2 separate regions of the Arachis hypogaea genome follow, and region 2 is linked to region 1. A link is a contact called in public Hi-C data. All regions are on one chromosome and are shown on one strand. The core of a region is the stretch at or near the end of the contact, and the rest is flanking DNA. Distances in the headings are between cores, read along the strand shown.

What was found. A called contact is a pair of places that touch in the nucleus more often than the background predicts.
Region 2: a Hi-C map of leaf shows a contact between it and region 1, with 1.9 times the contacts expected there. The contact joins the promoter of LOC112703019 here to the promoter of LOC112703017 in region 1. A contact is called at or near these places in 3 of 8 Hi-C or Micro-C datasets (all in leaf).

What each region holds. Positions count from the first base shown.
Region 1 is chr7:48,033,225-48,036,381 of arahy.Tifrunner.gnm2.J5K5, reverse strand. It overlaps LOC112703017, which reads left to right and starts at 1,722. Exons shown (of 2, transcript XM_025754305.3): 1 at 1,722-2,836. The coding sequence starts at 1,957. The coding sequence ends at 2,799. TRNAS-GCU (transfer RNA serine (anticodon GCU)) reads right to left here and starts at 1,641; the gene lies at 1,560-1,641.
Region 2 is chr7:48,429,091-48,432,247 of arahy.Tifrunner.gnm2.J5K5, reverse strand. LOC112703019 reads left to right here and starts at 1,687. Exons shown (of 14, transcript XM_072199463.1): 1 at 1,687-2,071. It overlaps LOC140174483 (a long non-coding RNA gene), which reads right to left and starts at 1,945. Exons shown (of 2, transcript XR_011863996.1): 1 at 1,483-1,945.

The DNA of each region.
Region 1 (3,157 bases), core at 473-2,972:
GGCACAGTGGCTAGGCGCGGTCTCCCCTTCCTTGCTTCTTCCTCGCAGCTCTCTTCTCTCTTTTTCCCTTTCTTTCTTTCCTTTATCAGCCATGTGTGTAGCTTGGGGGATGACAACGAGAAAGAAGAGTAGAAGTGACTGTGTCTATTAGATTTAGGGTTTGAGTTAGGGTTTTAAATTTTGGAATTTTTAAATAATTTGGTAATTTTAATAAAAATTAGGGATAATATAGTAATTGAAAACTAATTTTATTCCAACAAAATTATCTTTAAAGAAAGTACTTTTTATTCATAAATTTATAAATTATTTTTAAATAAATTCTCTAATTCATGAATAAATCAATTTTCTTTAAAATCATAAAATAAAGTTTAAAATCTAATTATTCAAATTAAAGCATATAAAATCTTTATTATTTTTCAAGTACTAAAACTTTAAATCATAAATAAAAAAATACTTAATTAATATAAAAATCTTTAAAAATATAATCTTAAATAAATATTATAAATCATAAATAACTTATTATTTAATTTTTAAAAATTCGAAGTCTTACAGATTTTTGTTAGATTTGGACCAATTTGATTAGATTTGATTGCTAAAAAAAATTGAATGTGTAGCATCTCTCTATAATCTAAACGTTTTTTTATTTCAAAAAAAAAAGGAAATTAAACACTATTCAAGCACACAAAATTTAAGTAATTCTATCGCTCTGCATGGACCAACATTTTGTCAGGCACACAAAATTTGAATTCGTAAAAAGTTTAGCTCTTAAATCCATAATTTGAACGTCTAACATGGAAAGTTAATCACATAACTCTAAGAACATAATCCTCTCTCAAACTCTTAGCAATTCATATTACTATAATTTCCTAGCAAATCATCATAGACTTTAGCAATTCTCGTTATCAATTGTTATATTGATGTTATAGTCATAGCCAACATTGATCCTTCTGTGTCCGCACCAAATAATGTTGCACCAACTCCCACAGTATTGCCATTGAAGACTAGGCTGCAACATCCCCATTATTCATCTTACACGGGATAATTCTAGGGGTTGGGAAGCCATATCACAAATCACCTTGCACTTGCTTGGACTATGAGGCCTTAACTATAATAATTAGAAGAAAACCTATGCCACCAACTTAGACAACAACCGTTTGCCATGGGGCCAGGGCGCATCATCATGATCGAAGTAAGATATCTATATGCTGAAAATAGGATGCTTCCTTGGCTTCGAATCAAATAAAATCCGCAGGTGTCATATACAGAAAATTCTGAATGTGATATGAGTCCTTCTGTGCAAGTACTCAAGGTGGCGGCAAATTTTATGGATTTTTATTTTTATGATTTACTTTACCACAATTCAGGTATTGTCAAATTCAAACAAAATTGATCACTTATGAAAAAGCTAAAGAAAAAGAGAGACCTTAAAATATATTACATTGCCTCTCTGTCTTTGGCTGATGCAGAGATAGTAAATAGACTAAATATGTTACAAGTTCCAAACGTTTGCAAAGATAAAGTGAAATAGCATAACAGAGAAGGAAATAGAAGAAAAAGAACGTCGCCTGAGAGATTCGAACTCTCGCGGGGAAACCCCATGTACTTAGCAGGCACACGCCTTAACCACTCGGCCAAAGCGACGCTGATGCAAAGTGATCTGTCCTTTAATTATATTAATAATAGTGGCTCTAGTTGATCAGACATAGGCCACAAAGTACCAAACGAAACGTAACAAACGATAGACAAACCAACCTATTGTATTGAAGAAGGTTGCGTGCGGGCCCCACTTTCTCTCTCTCTTCACCTTCTTCAGTTCTCCTCCCACCCCCTCTCTCTCATCTTAACCATGACTCCTCGCTGCCCTTTCCTGACTCCTCAGAAACTCAAAGTCAAACTCCTCACTTAATTGATTAATCCCCTCCTCCACAGCCGCTTGCACCAACACCACCACCCATCATGGCGACGGCGACGGGGGCGGAGGAATCAGAACTCAATACCTATTGGTGCCACGAATGCGACATGAGCGTCGCCCTCTCCTCTTCCCGTTCTTCCCCTCTCATGTGTCCCCACTGCCGCACCCACTTCCTAGAACTCATGGACTCACCTTCCCAAAACGACGCCGTTGCACCACTCTCCTCTCTCTCCCTCTTTGATTCCCCCTTCTTTCACCGCCTAATCCACCACCACCTCGTTTCCAACTCCAATACCAACACCACCGACAGTCCAAACGACGACGTTGCTTTCGAGGACCCACTGTCTTTACTCTCCCCGTCCCTGATTTCCTCCAAAACAGCGTCGTCCAAGTCCTCCGCAACCGCCGTCCCCGTAATTCTTGTCACCTCCGCGTTGCTCTCCCAGCTCGATCCAACCGGTGTCGTTTCGTGCGCGGTGTGCAAGGACGACATTGAAATCGACGAGGAAGCAAAGCAGCTTCCGTGTAACCACCTTTACCACTCCGATTGCATCACGCCGTGGCTCGAACTCCACGATTCGTGCCCGCTCTGCCGGTTCCGACTTTCGGCGGCAGAGGAGGAGGCGGAAGGGGAGGAAGAAGACGGCCTCGATGGTGCTTTGACGTCGAGCGAGATCAGGAGTCAGCTGAGGGCGGCGATGGTGAGGCTTTCGGAGCTAATGGAGGAAGAGGAGGATGATTTCTACGGGTTGAGGACCACTCTGAATCACATTGCCTCAAGGCACGGCTTGATTGGCTCCAATGGTGCATCTGTGGTGAGCGAGGAGGGTGAGGGTGGTGATTCGGAGAATTTTTCCAGAATCGGTGGTGGCAATGGCAGTGAATGAAGGGGTGGTCTTGTCTGCAAATTCATCAATGTATAAGGTACAAAACATAGCAGTTTTTTCCTCTTTTGGTTTGCCTATAGTTTTATGTTTTGGTATTGTGTTAGTGATGAAGAGTTGTTAGCCTGAAATTGTTGTTATGTTAAGTCTGTGCCGAAGATCATGGAGATTTCCCTCTTGCTAATTGAGTTCTAAGTTAATTATAACTGCCAGTGTTTAGTAAAATGGTGATGGTGTGTGTATTTGCTGTTCTTGGAAGATCTTTCATAATGAATCTATCAATTTTCAGCAAGTGATTACTCAAAAATTGTAATGTCCGTTTGTCTTTTGGTTTGGTTACATGATGCTATTCAATACCACC
Region 2 (3,157 bases), core at 438-2,937, 400 kb before region 1:
ACTCAGAACACGGGGACTCATCACTTCGCTGGATTAGGGAACGATTACGTTTATGCCATGTAAGAAATGCGTCATAGAATGCAAGAATTAGAATGCTGCCAGGAAGAGTTGGAACGTCACTTGGAAAAGCGATCACAATCGAGGCAATCCCGGTCTCAAAGCCGCATGGCCATGGGCCATGAAGATCATAGACGTGAAAAGAAAAGCACAAAAGAGGTTTCTGATCAACGACAAGATAACAATCAGTGACGTTCACACTCACCTCAAAGATAGAGGTGGTCACCACGACATGATAACAAACGTCGCAAATTTGAAAGACGAAAAAGGGATGAGTCTTGATCAGGTAAAGTCTAACAAACACTAACTCCTCTGAACACTATTAACTTAAGCATTGAAATATCTTACAAGTAACTTTTTCAGTTTAGTTTTGACGTCCGCTCAAATTAGAATCTCCAAACTCCTGATTTCATAAGCTCGTAATCACAACAAAAATACGAATATAACTGTCATTATATATTTAATGCCTTTAATAATATTTATATTTAATGTATGATTTGACAATTTCGTGAGTTAATGACTTTATTAATTTTAATAACTTAGCCGTTTAGCTAATAACGTCATTTTCTCATTGTCCAAAACACTAATCATATTTCATACCATTAGTATTTGATGACAACAAACCAAAAGTATTGTTTGGACAACATTCAGACTATTTTTTGTAGTTGTTTGTTTCTTAGCTAACTTTATTCTTTCTGTTTTATAAATAAGATAACATTTAAATATTTAAATTAAATAATGTTAAAGTGTTGTTTAATGATTTAATTTGACATTGTATATATTATGTCTAGTGTATTGAATAAAATAGATTAATAAAAAATTAATTATGATATTTGAATTAATATTTTAATATTTGTTTTATAAAAAAATAATACATATTATGTTATTTATTAATTTAATATATATATTTTTTTTACCTTTAAGTTACCATTCTTACAAATAATACATTAATTTAGTAAGATAATTAAAATTATAATTTCAGTCTTACTTTAGTTATTATTGTATTATATTATAGCTTTAATTATACTTTTATGACGTTTTGTTTGCCTATGAAACGTTAAATTTGAAAAGTTAAAAATTAATTTATCATAAATTAAAATTTTATTTGATAATTTATTTTTTATTAATAAATTATTATATATATAAAATAAAGTCAAAGTTTTGACATTTATGTAAACATATAAATGAGATAGCTGTTTGACCAATACAATCAAAGTTGATTATATGTATTTATATCATCATAGTATTCTTAAAAGTAAAGTAACAAATCCCGTAAAATGATCGCAAATCAATTAATAGCATTTCATACAAAAATATCTCATATCAATCTCATAAAGTTATTGCTTCTTAAATGCATCGTAAGTTCTAATTTCTAATTTTTAATTTTTATTTCTACTTTCCAATTTCCAATTGGGCAAGAAGTACCTTATCATGTAAAAGGGCAGCTGTCCCTTCATGCCACAACGTGGCCGTTGATGCTGATGACGCCATAGCAGCCGCTTCCCACTAAGGGACATTTTTGTCATTCCACAATCTTTGGAACACAATTTGGTTCCCACCAACTGATCACTGATCAGAAAAGCACACTACTTCTGCACTCAACCGCCCAAACGACTCAATAACGCAACCAGAAAGAAGAAGAGAGCCAACGACAAACTTGAATTTTCAATAGTGACAGCCATATTATATAGTTTTTATCTTCCAAAAACAGAAAAAAAGATATTTATTTAATGTTTTTTTAAATTCCAGTTACGTGCTGTGAGCCTGTGAGGATAGATATGCTGTGGTGGATGATGTCGGATATGTCATAGAAAGATATCCCCTTGAAAATTGTGACCATGTGATTTAGAAAAAAAAGTGATATATTTGTTATTATCTTTGGTTTCTTGTGTTTTGTTTTTTCTCTGAGCCTTTATATCCAACTTGGTTTTCTGACGGTGAGTTTTATCACTATGGAAGCGCGTCTTTGATGTGGTGCTTTGCTTTGCTTGACCTTCACGTTTTCTCTCTTTCGGTAAGTAGTTATCAAATCATAAACTCCATCATCTCATCATCAATTTAGTTTTCTGATTTAGAAATATCTCTCCCACCTTCTGTTTCTTCTCTGCATGTGTCGGATTTTGTGTTTCATGTGATTGATGTTTTGCAAAATTTGAATTTCCTGCAACTTGGTTTTCTTTCAGTGCTTTATGAGTTGTGACTATGTTTTGAAATTTGAAAGTATGATTTCATTTTCAGTGGCGGTTGTTGGAATTGCTTTCTAGGTAAAGCAATTTTTTTTGGGGTAATATGTGATATGATCTGTTTCTAACCCTGGTAGATATGATGCTTTTTAACTTAATCTGCAAGGTGGTGTATTTAATTGATGGAGTAAGTTTGGGGAAAGTGTGGCAATATAAGGAATTTGAGTTTGGAAAGAGAAAGTGAGAAACTTGGTACAAAAATGCTGTGATTTGGCTCTATTACAAGAAACTTCCTTCTGTTTCTTTTGGTGGGGCAGAGGGAGAGGGGTATGATTGGGACCCCGGATACAAATTTGTTATCTTCTTGTTAATATTTCAAATATGCTGTGTTTATTGTCATAATGTACATCTGTCTGAAGATAGATATAAGCATCTTCTATAGACTCTAGTTTTGTATGGCATTTGGCAGTTTTGTACATCTGTTTTGTTCTTGTGCTTACAAGCCCTACCTTCTTTTTGTTGGATGCTTATTATGTTGCCAGATTATAGCTTGGATTTTTTCGACTGCATTTGGAACATTATAGCTTGTTACAGTTCATTGATTTTCTTTACTAAGTCTTCAATGTGATAGAGGCTCAACTGTTACTGTGTTAGGGTTCTTTTCTTCATTCATTTGAGTAGGAAGGTTCCTTAACAAACAATATGATGTTATACATTGATTGAAATATAACCATTTATGTACCTTTAAGCTTCTGGGACAAGTGGTTCCATGACAAGGGTAGTGGAATTTTTATGATCTAAAGGTCTAGAGGTCAACCTTTGTTGATCTCAAAAGAAAAGGTTTTAGCGTAAGACAAATAAAAAAGAAGAGGAAAAAACTATTCAAAATTGGCGCAAATCCAAAAAAAAAAAAAAGA